2 separate regions of the Mus musculus genome follow, and region 2 is linked to region 1. A link is a contact called in public Hi-C data. All regions are on one chromosome and are shown on one strand. The core of a region is the stretch at or near the end of the contact, and the rest is flanking DNA. Distances in the headings are between cores, read along the strand shown. Region 1 has its middle 160 kb from the start of Gm25803. Region 2 has its middle 22 kb from the start of Gm46886.

Region 1 (6,425 bases), core at 2,053-4,552:
CTTGAATGCTTAGCTATTCAAGAACTATTACATGAATGTAAATGATCTGCAGGCTTTCCTGCCTATTTTTGGCCGTTTACAATATAAGTACTTCCACTTGTCACTGACCATTTTCACAAACATATTTAATAACCTTGAATTATTCACTGTACAGATTTTTAACTAAGTAATGCAATTGCTCTCTTTTCAGCGTGCTTCTGATACCCTGAACAAGTCTATTCTCGCAAGCCTTGTTTTCTCGGTTTCACTGCGATCATCTCTGTTATGGATTGCTCTGATTTGAGCGATAAACATTTATGTGCAATTGTAGTTTGGATTTATTTACATATCCTAATTTCAGAATTAGTATACAAATTATATATCCTAATTCGTAAGGTGGAAAATAGACCTTACAATGGAAAGAGTATGGTAATTGTGTTACGGGATATGATTTTTTTTTATTTTATTTTATGTTAGTTAATTTGTTGCTGTTGATCGCTGACAAGCCCAGCGGCAAGCATCTTCAAATATGACAGATTCTGAAGTATAGTGAAGGCTGTGTTTATTTTCAAATGACTGTGTTGTTGTGTACTACAGTCCAGACACTCCTGTCAAATGGGAGAAGAGAGACACAGGTTGTGACTGGAGAGAGGGCTGATAGAGGGCTCTTGCTACCTGAGCACACCTCTATGAAATAAGATTTTAAACAAAATAGAAGACAACAATTAAGAGATTGAAATGGCTCAAATAGAGAGGAAACCAAACCAGACTGAAAACCTACAATTAAAATCACTTGAACAGTAAGCTGGGTCACTTGTTTTCTTCTGTGTGGCTACTTTTTTAGGATTCTGTACCCACATGTCATGAATATATACCAGATTGAAAGACTTGAACACCAATTTTGTTTTTAATTTTTAATAATTTGAATATAATTAATGAATTGGGATTATTTTTCCATCTTGTAGAATCTACACAGAAGTTACTTTTTAAGCTAATACTTAAATAACATGGATATTAGTATTTTTTAAAGCACCTAAAATATTTCTGAAGTTAGGAACTTACTTATCATAATTACATACTTTTTTTTAATGTCAGAAAAATACTTTTCCAGACTTGAATCATGGGGAAGAAGTTTCTTTTTATCCAGGCAGAGTAGCTCAAAATAGACTGGATGGTTTCCAAGATTTTCAAAATGAGTTTTGATCTGGTTTAAGACAGTTTTAAATATTTTTCAAAGACAAGAACATTTTGAGAAAATTTTCAAAAGTTAGAAAATGAAGCTTTCTTAACAAGAAATAGATCTTACAAATTAACTGTTTAAAAACCTAGTAAAGTCTATTCAATCAAATCCAATCATCTCTCTTTTTCTACCCCCCCCCCCACACAGTGTGTGTGTATGTATTGGAAACTGAGAATTAACTTTGAAACTTATTTGGGAAACACAACTCCTGAAATAAGGTCAAAGGGATCTCTTCAAAGAGCAGCGTGGGGGCATCCTAGTGATGCCTGAAGATGAACAGTTGCACAAACAGCATGGTGAGAACCGACCTGGGGTCAACTAGAACCAAACACGCACCATCAATTGGCTTTCAAGGCAACCCAGCATAGGCGTAGACTATAGACTGAGTCAAGGCTGCTTACTGAAGGAAGAGGCTCTCCAGCAAGCTGAGATCAGAGCACGAGACACATACATCAAGTAACTGGTTTTATATCACTAGACATGAAGGAAGCTGTAAATGATGCTTTCATTTAAATTTAATTTCTGCTTATCAAGAGACACCGTGGGGGAACACCAAGTGAAGAAGCCACAGGCTGAAGAAGATAGTTCTCCAACCCACAGTAATAACAGAAAACTCACACCCACATTACAGGAACAGCTTACTATATGTGGGTTTTTGGAAAGCTCAGTTTCTAAATGGACATGTCACAGAGGAAGACCCACAACTCCTTGCGAGCATATGAAAGAATGCTCAACGGCAGTCAACAGCAGAGAGCTGAAAGTTAAAATCCAAACATGTTAACAGTTCACATATATACTATATAGTGGCTAAATTAGAATGGACAAATAGTGGCCAACATCATTCCCCAGTATCATACATACTGGCTGAGGTTGCAAAATCCTGTGTCTAAACATGGGTTTCATCTCTGAGCTACCTCATTTCATACATGAAAATATTACAAGCTGTGAAGACACCAGAAATCTAGACTATTTCTGCTCCCAGACGTTTTGGACTAGGATTTCTCTACTTGCATGTCTTAATTGTGATAGAGCTTGCACTAATGAATGTACACTTGTTGTGATTCAATGGACTGCTTCCTTACAAACATCCATTTTATTTATTAGATATCAATTACTAAAAGCATTGCCATATATAAGTATGACTTCGGATTATTTCACCTTAAGTAGCACAAGACTTAGCTGAATACAAGGAAAGGGGGAGATAAGAAGATGGCCTGGTGGATAAAGAGCTTTCGAGGGGCTGAGCTTATGTTCCTACAGATATGCTGGGTATGATGGAGGTACCATCCCAGAAGATATGTCTCTGAGAGATCAGGGACCAGTGTGTCTGGCCAATCAGTGAGCTCTAGGTTAACTGAAAGACCATGTTTCAAACATTAAGGTGCCCAGTGAAGATGACAGGGTAATCCTTATGCACAAACACACCCTGCACACGCACGCATACACAGACACACACACACACACACACACACACACACACACACACACACACACACACACCCAGATGTATATACCAAACATGTGTAGAGAAAAGAATAGCAGCTTTAATTTATTGAAAGTATTTTTGCTTCTGCAAAGGGACTGTTAGTTTCTGAGCTTAGCTGTCATTCATAGCGAGTAGGTGATTTTCAAGTAATTTATTTCTGCTTTCTTGTTCTCCAGTCGCCTGTGAATGTACATGTCCAGGTGCCTTATGCTAGGTTGGGCTAGTAAACAGTCCCTTTTACTAGGGAACAGGCCCTTGCACATTCTAGCTGTGAACATCGTAAGAACATATCAGGATATTTGCTTTGTAGGTGATTTTATTTAGGCAGCACTGGGTCACTTGCAGGAGCCAATCAAGTGCAGAGTAAAAATACTTGCATCTCAAACTAGGAAACCATGCTTTTTTTAAAAAAGCATTAAAAGTGTGGTGGAGATTTTTTTTTTCTTTTTTCTTTTTAACTAGGAGCAATACAGTGAATTGAGTCTGCTGAAGAACAAAGGAAATTCCAGCTTCAGGTGGGCAGTACCCCAGCTCCCATTTCTGGCTTGACAGCTTCTTGGCAAGAGCCATGGCATCAAGCTTGACTGGATGGGAAGGAAGTCCTGAGGGGAAGCGCAGGGCGGGGGCCGGAAGAACAGCGAGGGAGGCTGGAGCCTCAGCTGCAGCCTGAGCTCCGTTTCTACGGCGCAGCGCCAGCGCCACCATGTGGCCATCTGTGGCGCATCAGCGGGAGAAACCGAATCTCAACACATTTGCAGAGCACAGAACTTGTTCAAAGGCCTGGGAAATCCTTGAGCAAGAGCATCCTCCAGCTCTTTCCCATCTAAGAGTGTCAGAGATTTCCCAACAGCTCAATTAGTAACCCATCTGGAATGTTCGCTGTCTAGGCACTTGGTATTTGTTTCTGCACTTATCAAATAATGCTCAACGTTATGTGCCACACACAAAACGGAGCAGGTAGTCCGCACACATGGAGGACCAGTGGGACATATTAACTGTGAGATGATCAGTATAAGACAAGAACTTCAGTGTGGCAAGGAAAGGCACATCTGAGCCTGTTGGGGAGCATTCAGTGTTTACATAGATGTACGTACGCTTTCCTCCCACCCACGATGAGCACAGGAATTGATACCCTAGTAACGGCGGCCCCAGAGTCTGTTCTCTGTCTGCTACTGCTGCTGGGTTTCACCAACCTTCCTGTTGTTAAGTGTGCCTTCTGTGTGCAGGAAGAGAACCGTCAAGGAAAAAACAGTGTTACAATCCACTGTTACTCATAGCTGAGTTCCTGCACCTTGCCCGTTTTCCTTGCTTCCATTTCCTGTATCCACAGTGCTTGTGTATTCTCCAGTTAACACAGTGTAAACAACTGTTCTAAAAGTGCTTCAAGTTAGTTTGAAAAGTTAAATAAACAAGGCTTCTTCAAGGGCTTAGGGAATGTGCATGATGCCCGGTTGTGCACAGGTCCACTTGTGTTCCCGTAAGCCACAAGGGGTCATCCTTGTGGAGAACCTAGTGGGGTTCGACCATTGTTTCATTTGTGAGGTTAACTCTTCTCGATCAATGTCTCTGCCACTGTGGGGTCATGGCCATAATAATGACAGTCACCCAGAAGTTTAGATTCAAAATAGCAGACAATAGGATGCTGAAAAGATACCTGCTCACACCCAGCTTCCAGACCCGGTAGCAACGACCTCTGGGAGTGAACAGACCACAGCTCCCAAATGCACACAGGAAGTCACTCTCTGTGCCTGTACCCAGCAGGTTCCCGCTGAAGTGGGAGACAACTGCTCTAACAACCCCAAACAAGGATAAGGCAGGTAATTAGATGAGCCATGTAACAAGCTGGAAGACGTGATCTTAATGAACACAGCAGATTTGTTAACAATTACCGGAAACCGAACTGTCGGGCATAATTTATGGTTACGCCCTTAAGGAGCTGAGAGTCTTCACTAATCACTTATGCCTCATCCTGTTAGTGTATTCCCTTCTTGTTTACATGTGTGCTCAGCCTAAAGGTTGATGCCTTGGCTGAGGTCATCCCTCTCTGCCAAGTCTATTGAGAATCTAATCTCTGGTCATCAGGATTCATTAAACGTGACTGGATTTAAAGAGAAAAAAAAAAGGTATCATTTGGACCCCGAAGACCAAGTTCTCAGCTCAAAGGGACAAAGGTCAGGAAATAAAAAACAAAGACAGGAGATAGAGGACAGAGAGAAAGGCAGAGGAACAAGGCAGAGGGGGCAGGGATATCTGCCTAGGTATGGGGCAAAGGACTGCCTCTGGATAGAGAGGAGACAGATGTGGTCCACAGGAAAATGGCAGTTTATAGAGGTAAAGAGGGAAACCCTGTGTTTGGATGAGGTGTTGAATTTTAATTGGATAAGTTAATTAAGGAAGCTGGGGGGGGGACGACTTTTGATTGCTGGGTTTCAGTCCTTTGATAGCTGGACCTTGGCAATCAGCCTCAGGAGGAAGAAGTGGTCAAATAGCAATAGACCTTGGTGGTTAGCTTTAGGAATATAATCTGCTTTTAACAAGGCAAGTGGGATGGGAGAAAAGAGCAAGACCTGCCAGAGCCATGCTCACATACTTGAGTCCCTTCAAAAATCCACTAGAAGATTGGAATTGTCTGTGAGAGTGTTGCCCTGAGAGGACTCACTGAGGGTAAAAACCCACCTTGGAAGTGGCCAGAAGCCACCCTGGACATGGGCAGCAGCACCCATTCCATTGCCTGGGACCCCAAACAGAATAGAAATGAAGAAAGGAGAAAGTTTGTAGCAGCATTGTTTTTCAACTGTTTTGCCTGCTGAGCTGGGTGTTTCTCTGCCCTGACACTCTCCCCTCCTCCCGTCCCCTCCTGTCCTGTCTGTTATTTACTGAAACCCTTGTAAAAGTTCCTATTAGTTTCCTTGAAACTGTAAGCTGAACTGCCATCCCACCCTTAAGTTGTGCCATCAGGCTTATGTCCATAGAGATAAGAGAAGTCACTTGAGCATATATTTTCCATCCAGCTTGTGTCACATTGTGGATGTCAAGGTCTAGTAGATGGGGGGGGGGAGGGGTGCTTCTAGGCCCATAGTCCTCTTTGAGAGTTGGTTCCTTCTTTGGTGGATCAGCCCACAATACAGCCCCCTATATTTGTAACCACACCAGACTTCAGTTCATCTTCTTTGGGAGAGTCCTTTCATCTTGAACTGAAATTTCCTGTAAAAATAAGACAAACTGAAGCCAAATGGAGTCTGCATGCTCTTGCTTGTAAAACGTAATTTCAAGATCTACATGGTGGGATCTGCTTCCTTTACTGATTGATAATTCTGAGTCTTATGTCCTTTGTGGTTTGATGACAATGTCTTTCTATTCATACTATCATGTGAGAGAAAGAGAAAGGACTCTACTTAGAACACACCAAGTTTGCAGTCATCGAATCTCCTCTGCCTAGAATTTCAGTATATCCGAAAAACCTGGTTTTAATAAAACTGAGATTCTACATTTGAATTTGAATCTGACAAGACACACAATATGTGAAAGATTTCTATGATTCTCTGAATCAAACCTGTATGTGTTCCTACATAAGATAAAATAGCTAAAGTTCTGTAAAAGTTTAGACTGTTATGGATATTGTTGGGACAAGATGAAGTGAAATGAATCCTCATATAAAATAATGTGACTGTATTTTTCAGACTCTAACAACTCATGGAAAAGTGTGCCTTGCTCTGTTAT
Region 2 (6,425 bases), core at 1,127-3,626, 780 kb before region 1:
CAGCTGGAAGAGTTTATTTTATCACACATGAGAACTGCTGGCTTTGGCCAGGCAACTGGGAATATCCTAGGATGTTTCAGAGAGAAGGGCTGGGTCTCTACTTTCATTGGTCTCTTCTCTTATTCAAAAGTCCAACTTCTACTTTAATACATAAGTGCATGCATTTTAGATATAAATGTAGCTAATATAGAAATAAAGTTATAAATATACATCCTCCTGAGAGTTAGATCCTGCACAGATCTTAGAGACTAGAAAGGAGCCTTCTCTGCATTTGCCTTATCTTTATCTTGCCCTACCCTGAGCAGCCATGGCCTAGATTGGTTTTTGAAGCAGAAACAGTCCAGGAGAAATAAAACATATGCAGGGCAGGGTGAGACTAGGCACAGAGGGTTCTATGAGGACTGACCTATCCCAGCTGACCAGGGATTAAATCTAAATGCAAAGACGGGGAAAGATGACTATGGCCTGGTTAAGAGTCTTAGGAGTGTGTCGGGGCATGGGGAACTTAATGACTATTGGAAGGACCAAAAAGTAGCTGGGTGAGTAAGACAACGATCTTTCTAGCATGATACTAGCATGATACTTGGGGCACAGTTAGCATGATACTTGGGGCACAGTGGAAACTGCAAAAGGCAGAAGATTATCTCAGACATCTGACTATCCCATATAGATGGAGTCAAGGCTCCTTCTTGAATACTTGTGGCATAGAACCCAGGAAAGCAGCCAGATGACCAGTAAGAACAATCTATGGGGCAGTATTGAGTCCTAAGACATCATTTCTGTCCCAAAACTGTTATGGTCTCTGGACTATTAGCCTTGAACTGCTAAAGGTTTTTTTTTCCTGGATCTTTTTGAAGGATGTTACCAACTTTCCATCTTCACCATACTGGCCTGCTAATAAGGAGAGAATAGTAAGTCTGCCATAGTGCCCTTTAAAAACAAGACTACCAGAAGTCCCAGGAAGACTGGAGGATGTGAGTGGATCAGAACCAAGTTTGCAACATAAAAATGCAAATGACTCTGAGATTCTTTTTCCTTTATCCTTCATAATAATCGTTGATACTAATATCTATTGCTGCAAAAATGCCACAGTGCCCATGTTAGAGTGCCGTTAAAAGCTCTCAGTACAAAGGGATGCTCTGTTTCGATAAAGAAAGGGTTAAGGGCAGACCTCACAAGGCGGTGTGTGATGCAGAGTCAGCTGGAGCTCTCTCATCATATTGTCCTCAAACTTTCTTGTTCTTTTCTCACTTGTTATTTCTTCCTTTTATTTTACATCTAGCTGGGATTGCTGCGTGTAACTCAAGTTTGCGGTTTGTGGCTCTGAGCTGTCACTGTCCTCTGCAAGTGCATGCCGGTCTTTTCAGAATTCTTTCCCCACCATTCTTCCAGTAGTTCAAGTTCTTTAGAACCAAGATTTGTGCATATTCCAGAGATTATAAAATTTTAACTTTTACACTTGGCTACTGTTGGCTGTCTACATTCCTGGCAGTTTGTGTAGAGCAAGACATGCATTTCTGAGCATTTGACTTTGCAGATAAATGTGAGAAGTGCTCATGGTTCATGAGAGAGATGAACAAGACAATCCAAGATCATCCCCCATGTTCTGTGTTAATTTGCTTATCAAAACAAAACCCTCTGCTTCCTCCTCTTTCTTCTTCTGTAAAACATTTATTTGGAGGGCTTTTATCCTCCCATGTCCCCCACCCCACCTCACCCCCCAACCCCCTCCAAGAAGAAATTTAAGCTCCAATTAGTGCAAGAGAAGGGAGGGAGGTGCAGACTTGGATGCTAAATTGCCTAGAGCCTGCTCTCCCTCAAACAGACCACAAGATTCTCCAGCCCAGTTAATTTCTTCCCATTTAACTAATAGAAGGCTGGGGAGTGACCTTTGCAGGCCAGTGGGTAGGAGCTGAGGAACACTCCCCCCAAATGAGGGGGGGGGATATCTCTGTTTACTACACAGCAGGTTGGCCTCAGCTAATGACATTAATCCCCCTACTGCATTTCATTAGGTGACAGACAAGGAGCCACACTTTGGAAGGAACTGTTTCACCCAGCAGCCAGCTGTGGAGAAGAGCCACTCCAGGACCAGCACCGCCTCTCCTCATTTGCCTTTCGTCTTCTATTATCCCTGACATGTTCACTGAACTACAAGCTGCACATGTTTAAAAATAATTAAATGTACTCCAAACAAATAGGCAATGTTTCCTCAATCGTTGCAGTGAGCTTTCCATGTTTGGACAGATTTTTTTTTCTGTTCATTGGGTTCATCAGGCAGCCCAGTTCTTTACTGTCACTCCTGAAACCTAGCAGATAAATCCCCAGGGCAGGCTGCTGCCCCAGTACCGTCACTTGCTCTGACCTTGGACTATAGTCCTTCCCAGTCTGAAGGTCTCCAATTTGGAGTAATCATGTCTGGACTCCCAGGCTTGCAAATGGAGTCACGGGGCAAATATTTTTAAAAGCAAGATAAACTTGGGATTTAAAATGGAAGTGTTGGGAATACTGAGAAGAGACACTCCAAGCCGATTAACCTTTTGGGACAGTTGCTGATAAATGTGCAGACTTGGGACCCTCCTCACTCTCATCAGTCCTGAACATTTTGCACACTAAACATTGCCAACACGGTGTTCTTTTCTTTTTAAAAGTAGTGTTTTCCCATTAGAAGATGAAGAAAAGGGGGAAAGAAGGCACAGCTTGTAATGTTCCATAAAGCATAACACATTAAAATACACAGATAGTGGTCTAAATAGATGACTCAGTAGTTAAGGACTCATTTTAGAGGGCCTGGGTGTTGTTCCTAGTACCCACATAGGGTGACTCACAGCCACCTGTATCCTCAGATGCAGGGATCTGACACCCTCTTGTGGCTTCCTTGGGTACCTACCTTCATATGCATGCACACATAATTAAAAATAAAATAGAAACTATACACACAGAAAGCTAGTCAACGAGAAAAGAGACTCTCTGTGCTCACACAGCACGGAGTCCGCTTTGAGAAAAAAATGAAACTAGCCGGGTGGTGGTGGCACATTCTATGAATCCCAGCACTCAGGGAGCAGAGGCAGGCAGATTTCTATGAGTTCGAGGCCAGCCTGGTGTATAGAGAGAGACTGCCAGGGCTACACAGAAAAATTCTGTCTTGAAAAAAAAAAACACACAAAGAAAAACAAAAGATAGCAAACAACAATAACAAAACAAACAAAAAAAATGAAAACAAAATTCTTTTTGTAGCTGAGCAAAATTCCCCTTATAAAAACAATAAATACACTGAGGAGCCAACAATGTTCTCAGCAATAGTTCTTCAGTAACTGATTGAGAGACAGGGACATTTCTCTGTTTCTCACTATAGTCTCACTGCATCTTGCAAAAGTATAGCTCCTCCCTTTGAATAACTCTAGTTAAAGCGTGTGCGTATAGACAGCTTTGTACTATAAGGAGGTGAAGAGAATGGAGGAATAGAAGGTGTCGGTGTAATTAGGGTCCCTAAAATACTGCTGTGGTTTAGCTTGATACAAGAACAACTTTAAGTAAAACCATAAGAATGAATGCTGTTTGGTTTCTTCAAGCAATATGCTCAAGTGTGATTTGAATCAATACTGACAGCAGTTAATGTGCAGAGACATTCATTTATCCATTGACTGCTTTTATACTGAGTGGTGCCCAAAGTAGGCTTGATGCCTTGTGAATTTTTTTTTAAAGATTTATTTATTTATTATATGTAAGTACACTGTAGCTGTCTTCAGACACTCCAGAAGAGGGAGCCAGATCTCGTTACAGATGATTGTGAGCCACCATGTGGTTGCTGGGATTTGAACTCTGGACCTTTGGAAGAGCAGTCGGTTGTTCTTACCCACTGAGCCATCTCACCAGCCCCGCCTTGTGAATTTTAAAAAGCCAACAAAAACGTGTAGGAGAGATCAGTATCTCACTAAGGAGGAATTTATTTTTATTCCCTTTCATATATTACACCCACCCCATCACAGTTCCCCAGTTCTCCCCTGCCGCTATCATCTCCGCAAGCCACCCTGCGCCTTCTCTTCCCCCCCAGATCCACCCACTTCCTTTAGAGAAGAACAGACCTCCCAGAGTCATCAAACAACATTTTATAACAATCTACGATGAGACCAGGCACATCTCATCATATCAAGGAAATGCAGGACAAGGCAATCCAGTAGGAGGAAAAGGGTCCCACAAGTAGTCAAAAGAGTCAGGGACAGCCCTTGCTCCCATTGTTGGGATTTCCACAAGAACACCAAACTACTCAGCTATAACATATATCCAGGAGACAGGCTCCCTGATCTCTGCGAGTTCCCGTGAATCCAGGTCAGTTGATTCTTCGGATCATGTTCTCGTGGTGGGTCCTTGACCTCTCTGCTTCCCTAATCATCGCTGGGCATCTTCCACAGGTCTCCCTAAGCTTTGCCTAATGTTTGTCTGTGGTATTCTGCATCTGTTCTGAACAGTGGCTAGATGATGTCTCTCTAGTCTCTTCATTCTACTAGGTTCTGGTCCTAACACACTCTGTAGGCAGGACAATATGTAGGTTAAAGGATTTGTGTCTGGGTTGGTATCCCAATCCCTTCACTTGAAGCCTTGCCTGATTAAAGAAGATGACCAGGTCAGGCCCTGTATTCCCTATTATTCTCGTGGACTCCATGCAAGATCCATTACACTAGGCTTCTATCTTGCTTCACAAATGTCCCCCCAATTCCAGTCATTCTCCCAGTATTTTCCCTCTCTCTTTCACCACATCTGATCCTCCCTGTACCCAACTCCATCTGATCCTAGTCCATCTGAGAAATCTATTCTATATCCTTTCCCCCAGAGATCCTTGAATCCCCTCTTAAACCCAAAGAGGAATATTTTAATGTACTGCAAAATTGCTTATTAAACCAGTAATCTCTATACCAGGAATTTCCAGACTCTAACCTCCAGGTCAAATCCTGCCTCCCTGCCTCCTTTCCTTGTAGGAATGGGTTGTGAACTATGTGGCTTTTGGCATATTTTTAAGTTACTGAAACAAAATTCAAGAGGAATATTTTGAAGTTTGTAACAATTCCTTGAAGTTCTAGTACTCAGCAACAAGGGTCCATCAAAGCCCAGCAAGACTCACTCAGTTCCACACTAACCACACTACTTCTGTACTATATGATTGGGGCAGCACCTGAGCCTTTGAATCATAAGGCTCACAATACAATATCCAGCCCTTGGCAGAAAATGTTTGCTAATAATACCACCAGCCAATCCAGTGAACAGTGGGGCCTATAACAAATAAGAGAAGATGCCTTGCTTTTTAAGTCATAAAGTCCACTTCAAAGGAATTTCCTCAGTAGTAGAAAGCAGGACATATAATGGTATCTATGGTGATGTGAATAAAAATGGCCCACATAGGCCTATAGAGAGTGACACTATTAGGAGGTATAGTCTTTTTGGACTAAGTGTGACTTTGTTGAAGGAAGCATGTCACTGAGGATGGGGCTTGAGGCCTCAGATGCTCCAGCCAAACCCAGCTTCTCAATCTCTTCCTACTGCCAGCCAATATGGATGAAAAACACTCAGATACCATGTCTGTCTGCGTGCCATCATGTTTCCCACCAAGACCATTCTGGACTAAACCTCTAAATTGAAAGCCAGCCCCCATTAAATGTTTTCTTATAAGAGTTTCCTTATAAGGTCACGGTGTCTCTTCCTAGCAATATAAACCATAACTAGGATGTATCTAACAATGCAGTGAATGATTTAAATAAAATTACACTACAAATAAATGATGAAATGCTTGTAGCCAATTAGAAAGATGGTCATATGCACTTTTAGCCTTTGTGCTTGTTCTCTGTCTCTGTCTCTGTCTCTGTCTTTCTCTCTCTCCCGATCCCTCTGTCTCTCTGTCTCTCTCTGTCTCTGTCTCTCTCTCTCTCTCTCTCTCTCTCTCTCTCTCTCTCTCTCTCTCTCTCTCTCTCTGTCTCTTTCTCAGATCCTTTGTTTCTAGAAAAACTACCAGGCTTAAGCTTTCATTTTGCTGAATGGCAAAAAGTATATGACATAGGGTCAAGAAAGGCTAATTGGATTTACATTTTATGAGCACGGAGATCCACCCCCGGAGGAAGGAAATAGATCTGGGAAGGGAATGTATCTGGAAAACCAGGGGAAGGGAGAGTTGGCCAGAGCAGAGGAGCACTGTCCTGGGGCCCTTGAAATGAAGTATGAGTGAGTCACTGAGCAGCAGAGCTTTCCTCGTTCCCTGTTTTACAGGAAGTAAGTCCAAGGTCAAGGTTTAGCAAGATCCCAGAGGAGGTTGAGGTAGATCTGTTACAGGCTCTCTCTTAGCAGTGCTGGGGACGGGGTGGGGGTGGGGGGGGTGGGGGGGGTAGGAGGGGTGTTCACTGATGCTTAGATGGGTGACTTCTTTCTGTGTTCTTACC

What was found. A called contact is a pair of places that touch in the nucleus more often than the background predicts.
Region 2: a contact with region 1 is called in a Hi-C map of the N1E-115 cell line, with 7 times the contacts expected there. The contact joins two enhancer-like sites. A contact is called at or near these places in 2 of 484 Hi-C or Micro-C datasets (the HL-1 cell line and the N1E-115 cell line) and 1 of 9 other capture datasets (embryonic stem cells).

The regions. Positions count from the first base shown.
Region 1 is chr4:81,175,863-81,182,287 of GRCm38.p6, reverse strand. No RefSeq gene overlaps it. Among named protein-coding and RNA genes, the nearest start is that of Gm25803, 160 kb to the left of the region's middle. Within about 2 kb of position 3,302, at least 61 of the 459 cell types and tissues checked have an H3K27ac peak or open chromatin away from gene starts, as enhancers often do. A contact at or near this core is called in the N1E-115 cell line, where this site is marked.
Region 2 is chr4:81,953,047-81,959,471 of GRCm38.p6, reverse strand. No RefSeq gene overlaps it. Among named protein-coding and RNA genes, the nearest start is that of Gm46886, 22 kb to the right of the region's middle. Within about 2 kb of position 2,376, at least 9 of the 459 cell types and tissues checked have an H3K27ac peak or open chromatin away from gene starts, as enhancers often do. A contact at or near this core is called in the N1E-115 cell line, where this site is marked.